Regions from separate parts of the Oryctolagus cuniculus genome. Here region 2 is linked to region 1. Evidence: chromatin contacts called from public Micro-C data. All regions are on one chromosome and are shown on one strand. Each heading gives the region's core, a stretch centred on a gene start, on an enhancer-like site or on the middle of the called end of the contact. The rest is flanking DNA. Distances are from core to core; before and after follow the strand shown. Region 1 holds the start of BAZ2A (bromodomain adjacent to zinc finger domain 2A). Region 2 holds the start of NEMP1 (nuclear envelope integral membrane protein 1).

What was found. Hi-C and Micro-C count contacts between places; a contact is called where the count stands out from the background.
Region 2: a contact with region 1 is called in a Micro-C map of ear pinna, with 2.8 times the contacts expected there. The contact joins the promoter of NEMP1 here to the promoter of BAZ2A in region 1. A contact is called at or near these places in 2 of 6 Hi-C or Micro-C datasets (ear pinna and an unstated tissue).

What each region holds. Positions count from the first base shown.
Region 1 is chr11:59,378,815-59,385,399 of mOryCun1.1, forward strand. It overlaps BAZ2A (bromodomain adjacent to zinc finger domain 2A), which reads right to left and starts at 3,531. Exons shown (of 29, transcript XM_051832805.2): 1 at 3,330-3,531. The coding sequence starts at 3,333. It overlaps ATP5F1B (ATP synthase F1 subunit beta), which reads right to left. Exons shown (of 11, transcript XM_070052401.1): 10 at 6,143-6,344; 11 at 5,368-5,628. The coding sequence ends at 5,531.
Region 2 is chr11:59,708,992-59,715,576 of mOryCun1.1, forward strand. It overlaps NEMP1 (nuclear envelope integral membrane protein 1), which reads right to left and starts at 3,460. Exons shown (of 9, transcript XM_008274196.4): 1 at 3,297-3,460. The coding sequence starts at 3,411.

The sequences.
Region 1 (6,585 bases), core at 2,281-4,780:
TCTGGAGAAAGGACAGGGACCTAGCAAACTCCTGACAAGGAAAGCCCTCTTTACCCTCAAAATAAAAAATAAAGGCAGGGGTACAGAGCTCGGAGTATGGACCTAGCACCTGAAGGTCGCGGGGGCGAGGGAGCGTGGCGGGTGGGAGGATGGGGTGGGGACAGCTAGTATCCCTTTTTTTTTTTTTTTTACCCTTAGCATTTCCAGGGCAGATGAGGGAGACTCTTCCTACCTCCCGCCCCCAGTCCTAGAGCTGGCCAGTGGGAGCCCGAGCAGGCAGGGGAGGAGCCTGCGCCAGCCGGCCGGCCGCGGCCACGCCCCTTCCCCCGGCCGCCGCACACCCACTCACACCCACCGCCGGCTCAGCTCGGCTCGGCTCCGGAAGAGCCGGTTACTCCTGTGCCCCAGACGGCCCCCGCCCCTTCCGAGCCCCAGGCCTAGTCTCCGGGGCAACCCCCAGGACTCTCCCAGCCGGGAGTGGATGGGCACAGGGGTGGTGCAAAAGAAAATGAGACAGGGTCCGTTTCCCCCACCTGACACAGGGGGCTACCATCCCCTTCATCCTTGGAGGAACCCCTGTCTGGTGCCGTGCAGCCAACACGCCCAGCAGCCAGAGCCCACCCCAAGCAGCAGCAGTGCGTCCCTCTATCCTGACAACACAGGACACAGTGACCCCTTTTGTCCCCAGACAGTCCTCAGCCCCATCAGCTGTGACTGATCAACCCCAAGAAAGGGGGAAAGGGGCCATTTTATTAGCAACTTGTTAGAAAAGTGTCTGGGGAACAGACTGGGCCCCCCTCGAGCCAGGAGCAATGGAGGGAGGGAGAACTTAGCACCTGCTTCCCCCATGTTCCTGTGGCACCTCCCGCACTTTGGGGCGCTGCCATGGCGTCGGGCTCCACTTCCAGGCGGGGGAAGAGAGCCCAGGGATTCGCTGGCATCCCTCTACCTTGCAGACACTCCCACCAGCAGCCCTCTCTCCTCCCAAGCCCGCTGGAACACCACTCAGTAGTCTGAAGACCCTCCTGACACCCAGGCCGCCACTTCTGGAGGTGGGCAGTGGGCAGTGAAGACACCAAGGCTAGCCACAGAGCTGGGGCCCAGCTGGATCAGGGAGGGAGGACTCCCAGTGGAAATGGGCAGTCCTCAAAGACCTCCTTTCCCGGCCATGGCAGAATGGGTCACGCTGACGGACAGGCGCGAGGAAGGCGAGGAAGGAGCCGGCTCTCAACCCTATAACCTCTCCAACCCCTCCCCCCCACAGGTCAAAGCAGAATAGCTCCCCACGACATACTTTGGGGGAATGGTGGCCTCCCCTTCTCCCCTCCAGGTCGGAATGGACCACCTCAGATCCAGCCCGGTTTCCAAACTTCCCAAAGGGCTTCTCCTCGAAGCTGCTAGAAAATGGAGAATTCTGTTTCCTTTGAGGGTGGGGGCTCTCTTTGCATCTGAATACAGAAAGCGGTGCTTCCCTGGCCTTCCCCACCAACTCAACTCCCACAGGCCCCCGGCCCCCACTCCCCCAGCCCCGCGCCCCACTCTCCACCAACAGCCCCTTAAATCCTGAAACACAAGATCCCCGCCCCCCCAGCTCCGGGATTCTGGGGGAGGGGCGTTCCCAGGCTGGACCCGCCAACCCCGGCCCTAGAAGAGGGCCCTTCCCACCTGGGCTCAGTAGGCGGTGCTGAGGTCGGACCCCAAACTCTGGGAGCCCTGGGAGGGGGTGAGGGCCCCAGAGCGGCTTCAGCTAGGACTTAGCTGAACTTGCAGGGCGGCGCGGCGACTGTAATCGCTGCGGCTCCCCCGCCCCTTACTACGGGGAAGGAGAGGCGAGGGGGTGGCGGTTATTCCCCCTCCCATCGGGGTTAGGATGGCGTGGGAAAGCGCTCGTTCCAGAGGGGAGGAGGCGAAGCCCAGCCCGCGGGAGATTTTTTTTTTTTTTTTTTGGGCGAGGAAGGCGCGAGAAAGGGAGCCCCCCCCCCCCACGGCCCAGAATTGGAGGAGTCGCCGGGGAGGACGGCGGAGGGGCGTGAGGAGCCTCCGGATTCCGGGCGGCAGAGGACAGGGGAAAAAAACGGCCGAGTCGATAGTGCGGGGGAGAGAAGAGGAAGGGCAGCTCCCGCAGCGGGAGCGTCCAGTCCTGAATTCTGGGCCAGGCAACCGCGGCAGCGGCCCGCCCGGGGGCTCCGGGTCCGGAGGTGGGTGCCGGGCCTCACCTGGAGCTGAGCCGGGCCGCGGGCGGCGGCGGCGGCGGCGGCGCAGGTGGCCGAGCCGGGCGGCGGCGACGCCTCCTCCCCCAGCCCTGGGCCGGCGGCGGCGGCGGCGCGGGGGAGGTGGCGCTTAAAGGGGCAGGAGCCGCTGGGGTGCGGACGAGCGCTCGGGGAGGGGGCAGCGGGAGGCGTCTCCTAGGGCCAGACCCAGGAAAGGTCCCAGATGGCGGAACAGGACGGATCCCGAGAGGACGCAGAAACTTCTACGGGGAAGTGGGGGGCGGCAGTGGGCCTGAACTTGGGAGCCGGTGCCCGCGCTGCAGGAGCCCAGAGGAGGCCCTGGAGTGCAGGAGAGGGAACTCCAGGCCTGACGTGCGGGGGGTCACGCACGGCGCCCTACTAGGGGAACAGGTTCCCGGCGTCCTAGCTCCTCTGGGGCCGCGTCCCTACAGCTGCGGGGGCTGTGGAATCAGGAAGCCACGAGGGCAGCTGCCTCCTGGGAGCTCAGCCTCCATGCTAGCGCTGCCTAAGGGCCGCCGGCACTGTGGCGTGGAGGCCATCAGCAGAGCTGCAGGGAGGCTGCTGTGGGACCCTGGGGGCGGCTTTACTCTTAATTCAGTATCCCCACCATGGCCACCCTTGCAGCCACCTCGGGCAACAGGAAGCAGCTGCTCAGGGCAGCCCCCACCTGGTGGTGGGTCAGGGTGGGGGAAGAGAGAAGCCAGGGATTTAAAGGCCTGAGACTAAGGCTTAGGGGAGACACCGTGGAGACCCTCCAACACTGCTTGCTCTTGTGGGGGCCAGCAGTGAGTACTCTTTATAGACTGGACTCCCAGCAGCTCAGATGGGGAGGAGCGAGGGGCCATACTCCACGCGGGTGGGGGTGGGGGGCGCCCAGGCCTAAGGTACAGCCTCACTGTTCCTTAAGAGCTCCAGCCTGCCAATGCTCAGGATCCCAGGCGGCAGCCTCACCAGCTGAGCCCTGTACCCCCCCCCCAGTCTCATTTCCCCTCCTTCACCCCCCAAACGAGCAAAGGTTAAGCCCCACCCCTGCTGAGTCAGCCAGGGAGGGAGCTAGGCATCCCTCAGGCCTTCCCCGGGGCTGGTCCCCAGACTCACCCATGTCAGGCTGCCAGGGCTCAAGGCTGGGACCACCCAGCTCCTCGCTGTTGCTGGACCCCCTTCTTGCTGGGAGGCTTGCTGTAGGATCCTCCCAAACTGTGAGCTGGGAACTAGCAAGAACCAAAAGGCCAATGTATGCTTCCTGCGAGCCACACAGCCCGAACTGCTGTAGGGTGATGTCCCTGTGTGACAGACCCGGGTGGGGAGGGAGGAGGGAAGGGCGGGGCTTTCTCTGGGTGGAGAGAGGGAGGAGGCGAGGACAGGGCAGACCAGGAGAAATATGGAGGGAGGTTAGGCTGTGTTGACACTCCAGCGGCGTGCACAGAGAGGGTGCGGTAAAGAGGGAAGGAAATAAGCGGTTGCAGCCGGGTGAGAGGGAGAATGTTCTAGACAAATGCTGGAGGACGCGAAGGGGTGGAGGGATGCAAACAACCTTTAGGTTCCCAGGTCTGCCTCTGGGCGGTGTGGGAAAACAAAGCGGAAAGGGCTGATCCATACCCTGGGGCCTCCCCCCACTATCTTCCCCACTCAGGTCGGGACTTGGAGGAAGTGTCCCAACCCCCATAACTCAGCATTTCCCCCAGTCGAGCTTTTCTGGGAGCAAACTACCGGGCACAAGCAGCTCCGGGGCTCCACCTTCCGTCCAGATCCTGACACAGGGGAGACTGGTGCCAAGGACGTCATAGGCAGATGGGAGGAAGCTCAGAGGCCCCTACTCCACCCCGGGCGCCTCTCCCAAGGCCCCTCCCCAGCCTTCAGCCCCCAGGGGCCTCTGAATTGGGAGCTCAGCTTGTCTCCGCCCAGCTCCTACCCAACTGAAGGTCCCAGGAGGTGGGGCTTGGAGGAACAGGCTCCTCCTCAGGACAAAAGCCCCAGCTGGTTTGTAAACAGTCATTTGCCGAGAATCACATCCCAGCAAATGGCCCTCAGGGATTTCAAAATGGTGAGATCAGAATTCTTGCAGACCGGGTCCCGACTACCACAAGAGGGCAGTAGGACGGGTCTGGGTCCGGAACGGAACACAAGGGGCACCAAGTCTGACCTTGCGTTATTTTGTAAATTGAAATGGTGCTATCTTCCCACTCTACACCTCTTAGTGGGCGAAAATGAATGGGAAATGATTGAACTCCATTTAGTTCAGCAGTGCAAGCCAGCAACCCTGCAAACTGCCACTTCTGTGCAACAGATTCTCTGTCCTGAACTTTCTTAGCAGAGCTCAGACTAGGCCTCATGCTACTTTATACCCTTGCAGAGCCTCAAGGAATCCAACATGCAAGTCCGGGCTTGCCCGAAGTGGGGCACTCTGAAGAAATGAAGGCCTAACCACCCAGCCAAGGTGGAGGGGGCCCTTCTGACTCCATCTTAACAAAAATCAGTTTTCATCATTTCCTACAAAAATTAACTGATGAACCCCCTGCATCTTCTAGGAGTTATTTCTAAAACCAACCCATTTTCCCCAATATGCCCTTTTAAAAGTTTAATCATGGAGTATAGAATATTTAAGAGGAAAAAATATCCATTTGCTTTGAACTAATGGAATCAAACAGCCAAAGGAGAGGCCCTACTAAGATCCTACCACCCACAGGAATCTTCTCAAAAGACCTACACTATCAACCCAAGGGAACGGCTTTTCATTTTTGAGAACACCATTTCAAACAAACAAAGCCTACTTTCTGCTAAAACTGATTGTGGTCACTAAAAATCTCAAAAACTTCAGTGTTGGGGCCAGCACAGGTAAAGCCGCTGCCTGCAGTGCCAGCATCCCATATGGATGCCAGTTCGAGTCCCGGCTGCTCCACTTCTGATCCAGCTCTCTGCTGTGGCCTAGGAAAGCAGTGGAAGATGGCTCAAGTCCTTGGGCTCCTGCACCCATGTGGGAGACCCAAAAGTTCCTGGCTCCTGGCTTCAGATTGGTGCAGCTCCAGCCATTGCAGCCAACTGGGGAATGAACCAGTAGATGGAAGACCTCACTCTCTGCCTCTTCTTCTTACAAATAAATAAATAAGTGTTGGTAGAACCAATAAAATCAGACAGATTCTGAGGGGTTACATTTTATTGCAAACCTTAAATATTCTTCAAACAGAACATAATGTTTTCCACCAAGGCTCTTGCATGGCCTACACAGAAAACTGAAACGTTTTGGAGAGGGAAGGAGAGGGACAGCACGGGGTGAGTGCTTGCAGTTTGCCAAAGACCCCTCACGAATGCTCTTCGGCCAGCTTATCAGCTTTTGCCACAGCTTCTTCAATGGGTCCCACCATGTAGAAAGCCTGCTCTGGAAGATGGTCATACTCGCCTACACAGGGAAAAAAACCAACTTGTGAGAAGTAGAGGGCATGAACTTTCTGATCACCACTCAAGGCCGAGCATGGGTCGGAATGTGATGCATTCATATAATCTAAGAAACCTTTATTCAAACTTCTCTCACCCTCAAATGGACAAGAAAACATGATGCAGGGTGGATTACAGCACCCTGAGTTCAGATTCTCCTGCCTGCATCCCAGCAGTTAATTAAGCAGGATGAGGCCTTCCTGAAGAGGCTGCGCCCCTCACAGCAGAGGGGAGCTTGCACTGAACACAGCAAGTGCTGGATTTGCACGAAAGGGAGCCAGCGACTCGGAGAGGCATTCAGACTCTCAAGTCAGTGTAGAGTATTTCCAAACAAAATTTATGAGAAATAGCTTATTTTTGTAATTAAAAGAAAGGTGAACACATCACACATTGATGGCTATTGGAATAGGAACAGTAACTTAAAAGATTTTAGTTTTCCTATCATTTTATGTTCGGTTTGTACTAGTCAAAAAGCTCACCTGCCAGAATCTGCTGGAATCCTTTAATGGTCTCCTTCAAGGGGACCAGCTTCCCCATATGACCTGTGAAGACCTCAGCAACCTGGAATGGCTGGGACAGGAAACGCTGTATTTTCCGTGCACGGGACACAGTCAACTTGTCTTCCTCAGAAAGTTCATCCATACCCAGGATGGCAATGATGTCCTGGAGGGATTTGTAGTCCTGTGAGAAAACAGGATGAAAACAAGGTCTAAGTATTCATACTCCTTTAATTCTGACAAAAAATCGAAAAGGCAAACAAAGGGGAAGTTACACACTCGCAGGTCACAAGGGCCCTTGGCCTCCGTGTTTAGTTCTCCCAACTGCTAATCTGGTGCTGTTAGGAAAAAAAGTGAATTCCAAAGCTCAGCCTAAGTACCTGGAAACCCAAATCTTCATTAGCACTAACAATTCCAATGCTCGT
Region 2 (6,585 bases), core at 2,210-4,709, 330 kb after region 1:
AAAAAAAAAAAAAAAAAAAAAAAAACTAAGCCAAATAACTTTAAATATATACAAACTGTCGGGCCAGCATTCACTACCTGCGATGATGCCAGCATCCCAAATGGGAACCTGGCTGCTTCACTTCGGAGCCAGTTATCTACTGATGTGCCTGAGGAAACAGCAGATGGCCCCAGTGCTTGGGCCCCTGCACCCACGTGGGAGACCAGGAAGAAACTCCTGGCTCCCACCTTTGGCCTGGATCAGCCTCAGCCTTTGAGGCCATTTGGAGAGTGAACCAGCAGACAGAAGATATCTCTCTCCCTCTCTGCCTTTCAAATAAACAAACAAATCTTTTTTAAAAAAAAAACTGTATTTATCTATACAGCCCAATAACGTCACACTTATTTGTAATCATTATGATCTTTTTATTCAACAACACTGATTTTTTTAACATCTACCAGAAGGTAATGAAAATGGTGCATAGGATGTATAGACTGGAAAGGACCCTAAAAAGCCCTTCTATTCACTTCTGTCAAGAGGTGATTCTGCTCCTATCTTGAAGCCTCCTTAAAACTAGCATCTTAAATCGGTGAGCTGGCTTAGCAGCGAAGGATTACTCAACGGGATGCTGGGACGCTAAAGTCTACTTAGATTCCCATCTCACATCACATCCCAACATGTATTACAAATGAAGGAGTAAAAGGGAAAAAACCTTAAATTTTACCACAAAAAATATATATTCAACTTTGGAGAACTCTTGAAGTGTAAAAACAATAGAAATAAATTAAAGAGTGAAATCGAGTGGCTATAAAAAAAGTACAATTATAAAATTATAATTGTATATTTATAAAATAAAAAGAGGGGTGGGCATTTGGAACAGTAGCTAAGATGCCTGCATCCATATCAGAGTGCCTGGGTTCAAGACTCAGCTCCGCTTTATGGCTCAATATCTGAGTCCCTGCCACCTACATGGGGTGAACTGACTCCCTGGCTCGTGGCTGCTGCCTGGCCCAGTCCTGGCTATTGTGGACATCTAGGGAGTGAACCAATAGATGGGAGATCTCATTTTAAAAAGTGGCAAAACAGGGGCCGGTGCTGTAGCGCAGTAGGTTAAATCCTCCACCTGCAGTGCCAGCATCCCATATTGGAGCTGGTTCGAGTCCCGGCTGCTCCTCTTCCAATCCAGCTCTCTGCTATGGCCTGGAAAAGCAGTGGAAGATGGCCCAAGTCCTTGGGCCGCTGCACCCGCGTGGGAGACCCGGAAGAAGCTCCTGGCTTCGGATCAGCACAACTCTGGCCACTGAGGCCATCTGGGGAGTGAACCAACAGAAAGAAGACCTTCCTGTCTCTCCCTCTCACTGTCTGTAACTCTACCTCTCAAGTGAATAAATAAAATCTTAAAAAAAAGTGGCAAAACAAATTAAGTTCTTCAATAAATAGGTTATTAAAAATACATATCCTTAATATATAGTTTATACATTTGAAAGTCTACAAAAATCCCAATAAATAATCATAAAGAGACCAAGAAAAAAGACATACACACCCCAAACGTAAGCCTATATGGAGAATTATGATAACTAATAACTTAAAAATGCTCACTCTCACTAATCACACAAGATCTGCAAAGTAAAAGAAAAGATCCTATTCAGTCTATCAGATAAACAAAAAGTCAGCATCCAACACTGCAAAGCAAATGGGGCACTAACTCTGACAGCAGTGAAAGCTGGTGTACCTACTCCGGATTTTTAGAATTTTTAAGGATACAAAAATGCATACAAATTGTGGTTATCCACACAATGAAAACTTAGATACACCACAATTATCTCACCAACTATCTAATCCAGAAATATTATATACATAATGCTCCATCCATTCAACGGACTATCAAACAAGTAAAACACGACTGCGAAGAACTTTACACGCCTTTGCTGCAAAAATGAAGTGGGAAAGGGATCTCTGGCAGCGAGTGGTGGCCTGCAGGGAAGAGAACCACATTACTGACACGTTGGAAATATACCCATTCCTCTCCAAAATCTTCAACTAAAAACGCGCAGGGAAAAGACAAGAGCGCACACTCTATGGAAGCCCTCTGCACAGCCCCGTGAGGCTGCAGCTTACTCCTTTACACCTAACTGGACTCACACTTGCCAACCGGTCTGAAGCAAACATGCATTCCTTCCTTAATCACGTTTTTCAAAAGCTTCCAACGAGAAGTAAGGGGTACCCGGTGTTCCCTGTGACGTGTAGTGGCCGATCAGGCCACACCGAACCACCACCGCCTGAACTCCTCTCCCCGCTCAGCCGCTGCAGTGCTGGCTTTCCTAGCGGTATTTCCGCGTGTGTTCTCTCGTCTCAGCCCCCACGACCTACAGGCCCATTTTAGAAGTCCACTCCGATAATAAGATAGCCCTTCCAGTGTTGCTGCGGGCCCTGCCTCCGCACCTGCACCGTCCTTATTACCGACGCCCCCACCCCACAACTATTTTCATAAAGCCACTGCGTTTCGGAGCCGGCTCTATGGATGGGACCGGACACCTTAACGCTGCAGCTAAAGATAAGCCTAAGTGACAGTGTGACACAGGCACGTGTGTTCACGAGATAAGATTATTCTCCTGGGTTTCAAACTCCCTCCAGCGGAAGCTTGGGAACCTCGCTTCTCTTTCTGTTGTGAATCTAGAAGGAGGTGTTTCACTAACACAGTGTAAATCCTCAGGACTGCAGCGGGAAAGGCAGGAACCCAACGGCGTTCGCCCGGATGACTGCGTAAGTGGATCCAGCCACGAGTACCTTCGATGCAGAATGGCACTGCTAGCTTTTCCCGAAAACTGGGATGCAAGGGCTCCAGACCCGGTCTACAAGCCTGGCCGGGGCGAGGGTCTGGGGAGACGTCAGCCAGCCGCCGCGCCCGGCGGAGCACACGCTGAGGTGCCGGCTCCTCGGCGGAATGAATGAGGAGCTCCGCCTGGCCCCAATGCTGCTTGCTACTCCTTCCTTGCACCACAGAAACTCGCGGAAGCCTCCGCGGCACGCCGATGCCCCGAGAACCGCATCGCCTCCAGCGCAGGCCTCCCTTCCGGTCTCCGCCGAAAGGCACCCGGCTCCTCCCCGCCCTGAGGAGAGCCCCGACGCCGCCCCAGGGCCCGGGCCCCTCAGCCCTGACTCGCTGACAAGCATCTCTTTCGGCACCAGTCCCGCGGCCCAGAACCGAGCCGCCGCCCCTGAACAGAGAACCGCCCGCATCATTCGGAGATTCCCCACTTTTCCAAAAATAGCCCCCTCGGCACCCGCCCCTTAGGCAGCTGCTGCCCGGGTGGTACCTGAGTCGCTGGCCAAGCAGCAGGAGAGGACCAAGAGCAGCAGCAGTGCCCCACCGCCCCTAGCCCTCCAGTCCCAGAACCCGGGACCAACTGCCAGCGCGACCGCCACTTTCATTCCTCCCGCCGAGCGCCTCAAGCCGCCTCCTTCTCACGTGCCTCTCCCCGGCAACTAACCCCGAATCGGCAGAGCCAGTAGCCAATCAGCTACAAGATCCGCCCCTGCCGGCCAATCGAATGGACGAGACTGCCAGCATTCAACTCTCCCAGGACCTGAGGAGTCCCGCCCCTTAGCAACTGGCCGCGGAGGGCGGGAGAAGCAGCTTTCAGCCTATTAGAAAACGGGGCTTCATCCCGCCCTAACAATGGCGACAGGAAGATCCCGCCTCTAAACAACATGCTTCCGTCTCCAGTTTATTTACAACTAGTGCGATTGACGGGGAGGTTAACCAATAGAAAACCTAGGTCCCCTGGGCCAAACTTGATACAGGCATCGAAACTATCTCAAGTTCCTTCTTTTCTTTTTACCACGACCTTTTTTGTTACAGGAAGCCTGTAACTGAGATCTCTTTATGAATCGGGTCCTGACATCACAATTTTTAAGAGTGAGATGATTGTCCAAAGTGTGGTCCTCCAAAGTCCTAAATGATTTAAAACAGAAGTCATCAAGAAATTGTGTGTCAGTGTTTTATAGGCATAAACATTAGCCTTTAAAAATGGAACTAGAGGGGTTTCTATTTTTGGAAACAAAATACCTGCGGGGATTAAGGAAAGGTTTCTTTATTCCTCGCAGTGTCTATGAGATGAATATAATTACCTCCATTATAAGGAGCCAGACAAGGCTGAGGCAAGCAAAGGAAGCTGCCTACGATTACAGCGCTGGTCTGAGCTGTGGCTCCAACCCAGCTCTTACCCCAAAGCCTGAGCCTTTTCTGGACATCACGCTGCTTCTCCTTAAAGATTTAACACAGAGAGGGCTTTGCTGGGGGCCTGGCACATAACAGGTGTTCAGTAACTATTAGCAGGAATTGAAGTGGGATTTTTTTTGCTTGATTTGTTTCTAGGGGCTTTGATGGTGGCGAATAGGAAGCCTACAGATGATGGAGCCAAGTTGAGGAGCTGAGGAGAAATCCAGGGAATGGGGTGGCTTCTGGTGGCGGTCCAAGCTTTCAAAACAAGGAATTTCTAAAGTCAAAACGGGACTGAACTAGGGGTAAGAAAATTCATCTTCACCCCACAAAAAAATAAATAAATAAAAAGCCTAGGCCGGCTGTGCTGCAAGAGTCATCCTATGTCTCACACATCCTCAGCTGACCTGGAGCCCAACAATCCTCTTGTTACTATAGGCACCGTTGATACCATGTGATGAAAATGGCTTTTTACCTCTGTGGTTTCCTTCCTCCAAGGCCTAGAAGACCACTCACCTCACAAGGAAATGGTAGCCAGATTAAACCAGAGGGTCCTACAAAATGCCTGACCAGTACTTCTCAACAGTATCAAGCTTATCAAAACAAGAGAAGTCTGAGAACTGAGGCAGACAACAGGAGCCTAGGGACACTAAGCAGCACTGTGGGAGGATCCTAAAACAACACGAGTTAAAACACACACACACACACAGGAAATCTGAACAAATTGCAGACTCTACTTAAAAATAATGTAATAATGGCCGGCGCCGCGGCTCACTAGGCTAATCCTCCGCCTGCCACGCCGGCACCCTGGGTTCTAGTCCCGGTTGGGGCACCGGATTCTGTCCCGGTTGCCCCTCTTCCAGGCCAGCTCTCTGCTGTGGCCCAGGAGTGCAGTGGAGGATGGCCCAAGTGCTTGGGCCCTGCACCCCATGGGAGACCAGGAGAAACACCTGGCTCCTGGCTGTGGATCAGCGTGGTGCGCCGGCCACAGCGCGCCTGCTGCAGCGCGCCAGCCGTGGTGGCCATTGGAGGGTGAACCAACGGCAAAGGAAGACCTTTCTCTTTGTCTCTCTCTCTCTCACTGTCCACTCTGCCTGTCAAAAAAAAATAATAATGTATTAATAACGGCTCGTTGATGGTGGCAAATGTGCCATAGTAACGTGAGATGAACAAGGAGAGAACCAGATGTGGGGTATATGAGAACTCTCCGAGTAATATATTTTCAATCTTTTTGTAAATCTAAAGTTGTGTTTTAAAAATAAAGTCTACTTGTATACATGTATAATGTTACTTCAGAGTTTGTGGGAAAATGAATTCGGGAGCAGGCATTTGACCTAGCGATTCCAGCTTCCTGCTGTGAAGCCCGGCAGGCAGCAGTAATAGCTGAGTTAGGTTCCTACCGTCCATGTGGGAGACCTGGGTCTGTTAGGCAGTAAGGTAGAAATTAGCCTGTGTTACGCAGTAGGAGGAGCCAAAGTGACACGAGGCACAGTGGAAATGAAAGGAATGCACGGGGCCCACCACCTGCAGTGCGGACATTCCATCTGGCGCCGGTTCAAGTCCCAGATGCTCCACTTCTGATCCAGCTCTCTGCTATGGCCTGGGAAAGCAGTAGAAGATGGCCTAAGCCCTTGGGCCCCTGCACCTGCGAGGGAGACCTGGAAGAAGCTCCTGGCTTCTTCTTCTTCTTTTTTTTTTTTTTTTTTTTTTGACAGGCAGAGTGGACAGTGAGAGAGAGAGAGACAGAGAGAAAGGTCTTCCTTTTTCCATTGGTTCACTCCCCAAATAGCCAAAACGGCTGGAGCTGCACTGATCCAAAGCCAGGAGCCAGGTGCTTCTTCCGGGTCTCCCACGTGGGTGCAGGAGTCCAAGGATTTGGGCCGTCTTCTACTGCTTTATAGCAGAAGCTGGATTGGAAGAGGAACAGCTGGGACTACAACCGGCGCCCACATGGAATGCTGGCGCCACAGGCGGAGGATTAACCCAGTGCGCTACAGGACCGGCCCCAGTTAAAAATGTTTTAGGGGTGGGCATTTGGCCCAGCAATTAAGATGGCACATGAGACACCCACATCTCCTATCAGAGTCCTTGAGTTCTAGTCCCAGCTCTGCTTCCAGCTTCCTGCTGATGTGAACCTTGGGAGAGAACAGGCAACAGCTGAAGTATTTGAGTCTCACCCAAGTGGGAGAACTGAACTGAGTTTTGAGATCCTGGCTTCGGCCTGGCCTAGCCCCAGCAACTGTGGGCATTTAAGAAGTGAAACAGCAGATGGGAGAGCTCCTTCTGTCTCTCTCTGCTTTTCAAATAAAATAAAAATAAATATAAAATTAAAGAAATTTTAAGATATTATTTAAGATTATTGCGGTGCAAAAATACCTTGGAGT